Linked DNA regions of Hordeum vulgare: region 1 is linked to region 2. The links are chromatin contacts, called in public Hi-C maps. All regions are on one chromosome and are shown on one strand. Each heading gives the region's core, a stretch centred on a gene start, on an enhancer-like site or on the middle of the called end of the contact. The rest is flanking DNA. Distances are from core to core; before and after follow the strand shown. Region 1 has its middle 53 kb from the start of LOC123452034. Region 2 holds the start of LOC123452883 (probable cellulose synthase A catalytic subunit 2 [UDP-forming]).

Evidence for each region. A called contact is a pair of places that touch in the nucleus more often than the background predicts.
Region 1: a contact with region 2 is called in a Hi-C map of leaf, with 2.5 times the contacts expected there. The contact joins the enhancer-like site here to the promoter of LOC123452883 in region 2. A contact is called at or near these places in 3 of 6 Hi-C or Micro-C datasets (leaf and seedling).

Annotation. Positions count from the first base shown.
Region 1 is chr5H:555,181,711-555,187,327 of MorexV3_pseudomolecules_assembly, forward strand. No RefSeq gene overlaps it. Among protein-coding and RNA genes, the nearest start is that of LOC123452034, 53 kb to the right of the region's middle. Within about 2 kb of position 2,196, at least 1 of the 3 cell types and tissues checked has open chromatin away from gene starts, as enhancers often do. A contact at or near this core is called in leaf, where this site is marked.
Region 2 is chr5H:555,072,233-555,077,859 of MorexV3_pseudomolecules_assembly, forward strand. LOC123452883 (probable cellulose synthase A catalytic subunit 2 [UDP-forming]) reads right to left here and starts at 2,512. Exons shown (of 13, transcript XM_045129611.1): 1 at 1,771-2,512; 2 at 1,400-1,638; 3 at 1,208-1,307; 4 at 900-1,086; 5 at 375-641; 6 at 1-298. The coding sequence starts at 2,497.

The DNA.
Region 1 (5,617 bases), core at 946-3,445, 110 kb after region 2:
AACCCATAATACGGACTAAGCAGGACGACTCAATTGCGAAACAGCCAAGGCCCTTGATCCACTATTCATTCCCAATCTCCCAAGCATTACACCTGAACTACTAAGTGATTGGGACCGATTGCTCTAAATCTCACAATTTGAGTGAGCTTCCTCATTGAACACATGTCATGGAATACCGTGGTTTGGCTGAAATTTTTCGCTATTTGAACCCTAGCTAGGGCTAGCCAACAAAACCCCTCTTGGAGATCCTCTTCTCCCTCATCTAAGATTGTCAAACACATCCTCGTGGAGCTCAAGCATGTTGAAGAAGTCACCTAGATCACCAGGATGGCCACCATAAGAGCTCTCTTTTGTTGCAGAGTTTGCATCTGAAGTCGTCGCCATCTACCCAGCCCAAGAGAGTGGTCGCGAAGGAGGAACAACCAAGAGACAAGGGAACGATAACGGGGATCGGTTGGGTAGCAGCGGGGGAAGGTCGCTGGTGGATTGGACTCAGGGTGATCGATCGCCTAGAGGAGACAAACCCTAGAAATGGGAGATGAACCAGCTATAATGTTCCAAAGACAATGATGCATAAATAATATAGAGTTAATTTCATTTTTACCCCAAAATGAGCCAAAGTGACATACATTACGGGGTACTTCGGCTCATTTTGGGGGTAAGAATGAAATTAACCCAATAATATATGCACAGTCTATGTGGCGTGTATGACTATGGTAAGTTACACATTTCTTAAGATAATGATTGCTCATAACATTTTGTGTTTCTTGTTCATCCATGCTTTCTTTCCTTTTTTATCTTTTGTCGGTGTTACTCTCACTGGTTGACCTAGTTTTTTTAAAGAATCTGACCCATAACTTCAGATCTTCAATTACTGTCGGTAATGTTAGCAAATTGGAGAGTAAATTGGCTAGGGAACGGGGGCTTAATTAACATCATTCCTATGCTTATGTTCGGTGCTACTAAAAGATGATCCTAGCATTTATGTACCGATCTATTTCCTAGTGTTGATACTGTTGAATTGTTCATTTATGAACAATTTAAGTTCTGTATATGAAACAATATAGTCAAAACTGATCAGGATAACATCATGTACCCTGGCCGGGCGTTCTTGGTTTTCATCGACCACCCAGAAGCTTTGATAATGCTTGCAAGATGTCCATTTTTGGTATACAACAGAAGTTAATCACTGAACCATTCCACTCATTTCCGAGATCACCACTAGTATTATTAATTTGTTATGTACACCAATGAAAGAATAAAAATAGAAGAAGAATAATGCCGTCCAATGTTACACTGCCACCGCGCGATATAATAGACACGCACTAAACTAAACTAAACTAAACTAAACAAAAAACAATGATGTTGCTACAACGACCTGACGGATCGAGAGCTCCGCGCTTGATCGACAGGAGCAGCGCCGTAGCAATGGAAGCGACCGATCTGCAACAAGACGGGCAGATCAAGACCAAGTCGAGTCATGTGAAATACTAGGATGGAAGGAAGAAACGAACCAACAAAATAAGTTCCAAAATCAAGGCTGAGAACAGGAGCTTTGTGGGAACTAAAATAAATTACAGCATGGAGAGTCGGAGATACGAGTGTCCATGCATGAGCATGATCAGGAAGAACCATAGAGGAGCATGGATAAGTTCAGGGATGTATGGTCACCTACCTGCACGAAGGGAGGCAGCGAGGAGTGTCAGATGCCGGGCCGGAAGGATCCGACGAGGTCCCCTGTCCGGAAGGCGCGGGCGACGGCGGTGGCGCCGGCGAGGCACGACGACACCCACGCCGCCAGGACCTCCCACACCTTGTCCACGACGGATACGGTCATCGCCCACGGCATTGACATAGCGGCGCCTTCCTCTCTCTGCCCCTTTCTGCTATTCTCTCCCCTGCCACGAAGAAGAAGAAGAAGAAGAAGAAGAAGAAGAAGAAGAAGAAGAAGAAGAAGAAGAAGAAGATGATGATGATGATGATGGTTCAACGATCCAACAGCTTCCGTGCATGGACCAGCAAGCCAGGTGGCGACTAAAACCGAATTAAAACCGTGAAGAGCCCACGCGAGATATCCATGATCCGGGAGAAAAGACTGGATCCATGTTCGCACGTCACGGGCAGCTGCGTGCTGCAGCTGTGATAAAGACGGAATTCAATGGAGAAAACGATCAACTGTAGTTAATGAATGCTCTCGCTGTCCGTCACCGGCCTTCGCGGCGGAGAGGGGGAGAGAACACGCACGCACGCTCGATCGAGCCCATGACGACCGACCAGAAGCCGATTTAGCGCATGGTAATCCAGATCTGCACACAAAAGCGACATGGGTAGTTGAGTTGAGTGCCACGACGTGCTTCCTCGGCACGGTGGGAGAATTCTACGGCCTTCTCCCTTCGTGACAGGGTCCCGGCGGGCATCTCCGATTGGTTCCTGGAGACAAAAATAGCCAGCCAACGAGGTTCTGTTTATATGCACTAGCAAAAACGCCCGTGCGTTGCATCGGGTGTACAAAAAAAAATACTTAGACAGTTGAAAAAAAATATGCTTAGACAATATGAAAATCAGAAGTTAAGCCATTATATATTTTTATATTTACATGTTTAATATTTTTCAATTTCATGGTCAAAATTTATCAAACCATATTTAGTTTTGATATTTAGTTTTTTATACACATTCTATATTTTTTCGTATACATCAGGAATATTTTTTATATGTGTTTGATATTTTCCAAGTACATGATTAGCATTTTCTTTCCATATTAATTTGTTATGTCTAATTTTTTACATATACATTGTATTTTTTTCTGTATGTTTTTTATACATTGGAAACATTTAATATTTTTTAAATGCATGATCGAAAAATTCAAAAAGAACTAAAAATTATATAGTTATTTTTCATTACGCGTTGTACCTTTTTTCTATATAATGATTTTTTAATTCAATTTTGGCATTCCTTCAGTGCATGATTAACATTTTATCAAAGTTTGCATATATAGGTGATTTTTATAAAAAAATATTCAAAATATATCCAAATAAAACAAAAATAAATAATTAAGAAAAATAAGTGTTCAAGGTCATACTGGACCGGCCCAGTCTGGTGACAGACAAAATAGGGGGAGAAAAGTGTGATGGAGAGGGATCAAACCCGCGTCTCCAGGTTTTAAGCGCGCAGCTCCAACCACTTGGGATGGCCGTGCTGTTGTTATATCTTGGTGGATCTGTTCCTGTTGAAGGAGAGGAACCGCCGATTTATTAATGACGGACGACAGAAGCATTAATTGCTTTATTAGTAATTAGTAGGTAAAGATATTTATACTGGTTTAGATCTTTTCGTAACGGCTTGTCCCAGACTTGGTACTAACATATAAAAATTACCAATCTTGATAGCAATCTGTATTTAATGACCGGATTGTGGTACTTTTGTGCAATTTACATTCAAAAGTCCAACAATAACAACATTATTGCTCAGTTCAATGGAACTGAATTAAAAACTCGATTACACATACTACTCCAAAATTTCATATTTTCGTAGTTTCGGTGAGACCACATTACTGGTATTTAATTGTTAAAATTCGGAATTTTTGAGTCTTGTATTTCAGTTAGTCCCGGGCATGGGCAGCCCTGCCCGGCTGGCCCGGCCCGAAAGCCCGACATCCGGCTGACACGCACCATTAGGACGGCCAAGCGGGCCTCCCGCGAAGGCGCGGCCGAGGCGACCGCCGGCGCGTGCGCACCACCCCTCCGGCCGTCTCGAGCGCGTAGCGACGAGGCCATGGCAAGGAACTCGCCGAATGCCGAGGGCGCCAAGGAGACCGCGACCTCCACACGCCCATCCTACTCAGTGGCGTCGTCGGCCACATGTGCCCAGCCATGCCCAGCGGAAGGGCGCCGGACTTGGTAATGGTACCCAGGTTGGCGCGATGCAGCGATGGCGTTGGCCGCAGGACCAGCACACCAGGCGAGCTTGCCAACAGCTCCGGCCATCCTCCGGCTAAACCGCCGTGCAGATCGAGGGGGATTTCAAAATCGCCCCCCAATCTCCAGAGCCCGCGTCCGTACCGCTAAGTTGCGTTGTAGATCCTTCCCATGCCTGATCAAGTAGCTTGAGTTCAGGTTGTGATAAGATCAGCAGGCTCTAAGCAGATACGACCTTCGTTATCTTTACAAGGACATACTGTATTATACATATATTCCGATATTTCGAATAAAATTAAGAATAAATAGAAAAAAAGATGCAAGAAAGTATTTCGGTAAATACGATAACTCACTCATGGAACAGGGATCTGCATGATCACATATTCACATCCAGGGTAAACGTTCACATACAAACTTATGCGCTCTGCATATTCTTGCACTTCGTCTGAAACTTCTCCACTACTTCAAGACCACTAAACCTGCTACGATACACGGACAGAAGGTCAAGAAGCTCCCTAAAACCCTTACTCCACCGTCCACACCATCTTCCAAGTAGTATGCCCCTTTTGTGAAGGCCACCTTTCCATTCCGGAGCTGCTTCAACTTAAGCTTGCCTACCTAAATAAATTTTGGATTCACACCATGGACATTGATACAGCAGATTTGGGTAAATCTTGAGTGGCACCTGATACTCTGATTATCTGTTTTCAGGTAAGCCAAAGTTAGCATTGTAGTATGGTTCAGCTGAACAGGTTAGCATATCTCTGAGTTCTAGGTGTTTGTAATGGAGTAGGAGACAATGGAAGCAAGAAAATTCAGACAAACTTGAACAAGCAAGATATTCATATACATGCCATATAAATGTTTGGAAAAGTTGAACAAGAAAGATGCACCCTGAAAGTATGCCAATTTCTTACTTATCCTTGCTCATAACTGAAAGGTGGAGTATCACCACATACTCTTACCTAGTCATTGCCAGTTAAGATCATTGTTCATATTATTCGGAAACCACATATGGCGCACTTGGTCAAAAGTTCCTGTGAAAATGGTAACTATCCGGCATACCAGATTTTGCCAAAAAAAAAGGGGAAAAAATACAAGATATTTGATGTGATTACAGTAAGAATAACTACTGGATCAGGGCTGTAGGATAAGAAAAGGTTATGTTAAAGAGATGTTGATTATCTCGGTGGTGCAGAAATTCTATTTTCCTCTCCCAAATTTCCAATGCACTTTTTGTTCATGTCTAGTCATGGACTCTATACAATTATCTAATTGGATGTTTTTATACGTATCATTGTCAGACTGTAAGTTCAACATTATATAAAGTAATCATGGCTCTGGATAAAAAGAAAAGCAATCATGCATGGCTATGTTCGTTGCATTGAGGCCAGCAGATAAAAGAAAATCCACAACTTTGTTGATCTTATATCTGAATGATATACATGGGGGCATGCATGGACAGAGATTATGAGTATGCATCATCTATGCTTGGTCCTGATTCTTGAGGTAAATGAGGCATAATGAACAGAGATAATGCGGTTTACATGACATAGGTGAAACTTTTTGCTGCACATATTCAGGATGTTACCTTGTGGCAATAAATGCTTGTAACCTGGGTGTTCAAGATGTTACCTTGTGGCAATAATTCTGGTAACCTAGGTGTTCAGGATGTTACCTTGTGGCAATAATTATGGTAAGTG
Region 2 (5,627 bases), core at 1,262-3,761:
CAAGAAATCAATTTTCTGAGCAAAGTACCACTCTGGTGCTCTGGGTTCTATGTTATACTTTTTACAAAACGGTACCCATTTTCTAGCAAACTCTGAAGTCTCAGCAAGTGCATCAAAGGTAAGCATCGCAGCTCCATCATCAGATACATAGCAAGATACTTTGTCAACAGGGTAGTCCACAGCAAGGATAGAAAGCACAGTATTTGCAGTGACGAGAGGAGGCTCCTTCATAGGATCCACAGTACTGACAAAAATGTCAACAGGAGCCAACTGAGACAACTCACCATCCCGGTCATACCTGATAGTGCAAGTGATATACTGTCAGTACTATTTCAGTATAAACATTTCTATTAGCACTACATATTGCACATCACCTTAAAGCCAGCCTGTCAAGGTAAGTTTCACGATTCACTGGAGACCACTTGGGGAACTGATCCAAAATCCAGGAAAAAGCAAACCAAATCTCACATATCACCGACAGCAGCCAAAGTGGATATGCATTACGGACAGGGTTTGTGATACGGTAGTGCAGGAAGATACAGAGGACAATCAATCGTAGCACAATGACCATTCTGTAGGGATTTATTCTGGATGAAGGAATTGGCACTTTTCTAGAGAGAGGCTGGCGTGTTTCATCATTCCTGTAATTCATATGGCCCAAGACAAAAGTTATTACTGCAAGTCAATACACCAAATCTAGTATTTACAGTTTTGGCAACATATGTACACCCATTTAGAATATGATCTAGCAATCTCAGTTCAAATCAAGGGGTTAATACCAGAAGGTATTCAAATATAACAGAAACCCACCCAAACTCACCTCATGTAAATTAATCGGATAAAGCAAACAACACTAAGACGGCTAATGGTGTGCAAGAGAAATTAAAATTATAACTCACAGTAAGGGGTCTTCCATGCCATAGTCAGTACATGCATCGATATCACCATTTCCACGGCCTTCGGAAGGAGCAATGCTTGTTCCATTAGTCATGGGAATTGCACCCTTGTCTTTCATTTTCCAGCCATCAACTCTCTCTTTCCACGCAACATTGCCAAGGCTACCAGAGAACTCCCTTGATGGATTTGCTGTAAACATTCAGAAGCATGAGGCAACAACTACTCATTCACAGCGGGCTGCAAGTGCAGCAAAGTAGAGAGGCGATCGTAATGGTGCATATATACATATGAGAGTGGTACATATACATACGAGAGTGGTTCACATAGGCAAATGGATGTCCGCGCTTGCCAACATTTCCAGCAGGGGACATCATATGATCGGGGGAAGCTCCAGGAATTTCTCCCGAGGCCTGTGCAGACATAGACGAAGCCAAAATGTCAGTTTCATATTCCCAAGTACCGTTGGGTGTTGGGCACAACCAGAACAAGCTGCAATTACAACCTGGCTATGAGAGAAGCGCGGGATGTATCCATGAGGGATTTCTCCACTGTCATACTTGTGAAGCCCAATCTCACCGCTGCCGAACTTGGTGAGGCCAATGTCATCACTAGCTCCCGAGTTCCTGCGCCAGGTGAGCATCTTCTCAGGAGCCCTGTGCTTGTGATCCTGGTTCCCAGAGGCTGGGTAGTTGAAGTCGCTGGCATCGTCCTCGCTTTCATCCCCACGTGCCGGTGGGCTGCCTGAACAACGTGACACAGCCGGGCAGGGTTAATTAAATCTCTCACACTTGTTGAATTCCCAGCTGCTTCAGGATTATTATCCTGTTTTTTTTAATCGGGGGTGCAGTGGAGAGTGAGCAGCGGCAAGCATACCCTTGTGGCGCTTGTACTTGGTCTTGCACTGCGGGCAGGCCTGGGTGCCCTCCTTGCGCTCGTACTCGTAGCAGGGCCGGCAGACGGGGAAGCCGCAGACGTCGCAGGCGGCGAAGAGCTCGCCGTCCGCCGCCGCGCCCACGCCGTCGCCGCAGATCTGGCACACCTGCCCAGCGCCATGCCTCCCCGTTCCCGATTTCTGCGCGGGCGCACAAAATAAGAAGGACGGAACAGCGCACTGAGACCAACCGCCGGACCATAAATCCATCCACGTACACAGAAGCACCACCGAAACCCCCAAAAAAAACTGCCACTCACCGCCGCGCCTGCCATGGCGCCCGCGCCGCGAGCTCACCCGCCACCCGCCACGAACGCAGCGAGTCGCCGCGCCCCCCAAGCGCTCCTCGTCCGAGGAGACCCCGATCAGCAAGGGAGCGGCCGCGAAAACCCTCGGCCCAGCCCGGTCCCCCCAAATCGCCCTGGGCGCGCCACAGGGGCGGCAGTAGCGGCGGTGGAGTCCAGCTACGCGCGGATGGGGACGGCAGCGTGGGCGGGGGGTGGGGCCAGTGGCAGGACGCGGCGGGACCAGCGAGGGGCGACGGCGATGGCGAGGGCCGCGGGCGCAGGCGCCGCGTGAGCCCGTCCGCGTGCTGTTGCTGGCGCTGGCTCTGGCTCTGGTGCTAGTGCTGCTGGCGCTGTTGTCGCTTGCGCGGCGGGGGTTAGCCATTTCTGGGGAGCTCCCCTAATGCGCCGCTTAATTGCCATCGGATTTGGTGGCGGGATCGCGGTTTGCGGCGGGGAGATGACGACGATGATGACCGGCTGGGTGGGCCCGGCGTGCAGTGGGCGTGGACCGGACGGCGGTCGTCGCGTGAGAAACGGCAGGGAAGCGTGACGCGAAACGGAATGTGGGTGCGGGGCGTGGGGCCAGGTGACCCGGACCCGGACGGGACGACAGCTGGTGATGATCGCGCTCGCAGGAGGGAAGACAGGCTTGTTTGGCTCTTTAGCTGCGCTTGAGCTGTCGAGCAGAGGAGAGACCGGCGTGAGCTCACACATCATTGCACCTTTTATTCGAGGAATGGAGTACAGTACAAAGTACAGTAGTAACTTCGAAAATCGACACGTAATATATTTCTGAGATGCTCAATCCACGATATTTCTGAGATGCTCAATGTCCAGCTATTACACTCTTGGAATGTCAACAAAACGTCGATTTCTTTATATTAGAAAACAATGTTTAGCATCCATCTTTTCTGCGCAAGCCTGCTGCTCTAAGAAAAATGAAAAGAACTGTCACGCAAATTAGTACGACGGTGGAAACAAACTTCGGATCTTGAGAGATTTGATAGAGGGAGGAAGGAGGCGCAGAACGTAGGAAAACGGCCGGAAGGAGGGTCAAAACGTCCAAAAACGGCTGAAAGGAGGGGCACATGGAGGAAGGAGGGGCATAACGTTGGAAAACATACCGAAGGGGGAGGGAGGGGAAGCAGAGCGGGGGAAGTGAAAAAGGAGGGTGGTTGTGCATGCAACCACGGTGTCTAGGGGCGGGCAGTGGCGGAGGCAGAAACTGAATATAAAGGGAGCCAAAACATATCATATATTGTTAGAAGGGTCAAATCACATAAACCTAGCTAATTTTATGTGAAAAATAAAGGATTAAGAGTACATATAGGTGTATTTGTGAGAGCATAGGGGGGGGGCCAAGGCCCCTGCCAGCACCCCCTGCCTCCGCCACTGGGGGCGGGCGCGACTTCAACTAGCGACGAGCAGGGTCGGCGACCTGTGGCAGGGAAGAGCTGAATGATCGATGTCATGAAAGGTTGGGCCGAGGCGGCTGTCCCCATGGTCGCAAGAGAGGAGAGTGCCATCGAGGCGGTTAGGTTAGGAGATTTTTAAGGTTGTGGGATGGTTGTTCGGGTTGAGGTGAGTCGGGAAGAGATCGGGCCGGTGGTCCTCGAGAGCCATGCCGAGTAGCGAACTGCTACCCACATGTTCTCTTCGTAGCCATACTACGAGCCTCTTTTGCATTAGTTGGACTATTGAGTAGAGCTCATGCACCCTACCAAACATCAAAAGTGGGTTGTGTAGCGAATTTTTGCCCTCATGCACCCTACCAAACACCCAAAAATGATTTCAATGTTAAGTGTCTAGGCTTCCCTAAGAAGATGTAGGGACACATGTTTAATCTTGTGGATATAATGTAATGTCTTATACCGCTAACCTTTTTTAGGCCAGAAGAGGGACCCCAAACTGCACTAATTAAACAAAGCACGTACGCAAAAGTTACTACGGGGCCCATTACTATAAGAAAATAACAAAGTCGTCCCTGACTATTACAAAAACGGCTCAAGAACAAAGATGAAAACACAATCAGGTACAAAGTGTGTCACCACCGGAATATCCTCACCGCCGCCCGGGGCAACACCACTTGAAACGAGAAGACCTCCGAGACACCATGGCATAGACTCCGAGAAGAAGAAACTTTGCCTCCCATTAGGCTCCATGGTCGGGAGGAAAATAAATAGTCGACCTTCCACCTGCAGAAACAGTGGTGTGATGAAGCAAGCCCACAACCAAACGCCGTAGTTGCCGCCATGGCCGCCCAAGAACAGCCATCAGGGTTGTGCTTTATACCGACTGGGATCTCCATCTCTATCGACCACAAGCTCGCCATCACGGGGACCTACGAGGTAAGGGAGCAATACATCATCTCCTTCTCCAAACTTGCAACCACTACCACGGTAGCCAAAATAAGGAGAAGAGAATATATGGATAAACAGGGATGCACGAACAAAAACATGGGGTCATGCCTCAGATCGGCCACTTAGAAGTTCTTTCAAAGCCTTAGTCCCGACCTCCAAGGTAAGGATGTGAAACTAGGAAAGAACACCAAAGGGGAAAGATCTGGTTTATTCAGAGGAGGCATACAACCAACATCCATAAGGCCTTGTTTGGTACTAGTGTATTTTAGGGAATTAGTGGGGATTATCCTGGTCAAACCCCTAAATCCCCACATACCCCATAACACCATTTGATTCTAGTGCATTTGACATGTTTCATCCCCACATTTCCCCATAAATCTCCAAATTCTAGTGCATTTTTCTCAATACACAATACACTACCCCTACCTAATGGATTCGGGATAAATGAAGATTTGAAGGGATTGGGTGAAGGTTGGGGTTTTACCCAATCCCTGTGGGGATTATCCCCACCAATCTCCTCAAAAACCCTAGTACCAAACAAGGCCTAAAGGAAACAAACTACTCCCTCCGTCCCATAATATAAGAACGTTTTTACACTAGTTTGATGTGAAAAAAACACTCTTATATTATGGAACTGAGGAAGTATAAGAGATCTCACATGAAGGAAGGAGCCCTCACCCTGCTTGCCACCAGTAAAGCCAGGTGGGAGAGGGGAGGCGTCAACATGAAGGGGCTGGGAGAGAAGGCCTCGCTCTTGCATGTTAAACAACAAATTCATTAAAATTAAATTGTCTCCTATTAATCTCCATCTGACCTCTTGTCGACAGAGGTTGATCTTTTGACACTCAAATGTTCAAAATTTAGAAATTAAAGAAGACATTGTCATTTTTCTCGCTTGGCTCATCTGTATTAATTCAACTCTAGCAAATTGGCCATATCTGCGATCACCATAATACAAATGGAGAGTCGAGGCTGCCGGGTTGACACACAAACTCAAAGTTGTCATAATACTGCCTCGTTATTTGTGGGACCCTTTGTCAGTGGGACATCCATTTTATCCTCAAACTCCAATGCATATTCAGTTAAACCGGAGCACAAAGACGTGGGCTTGGACGACCATGAGCAGGATGGTGAGGACCATTCCGACAACGA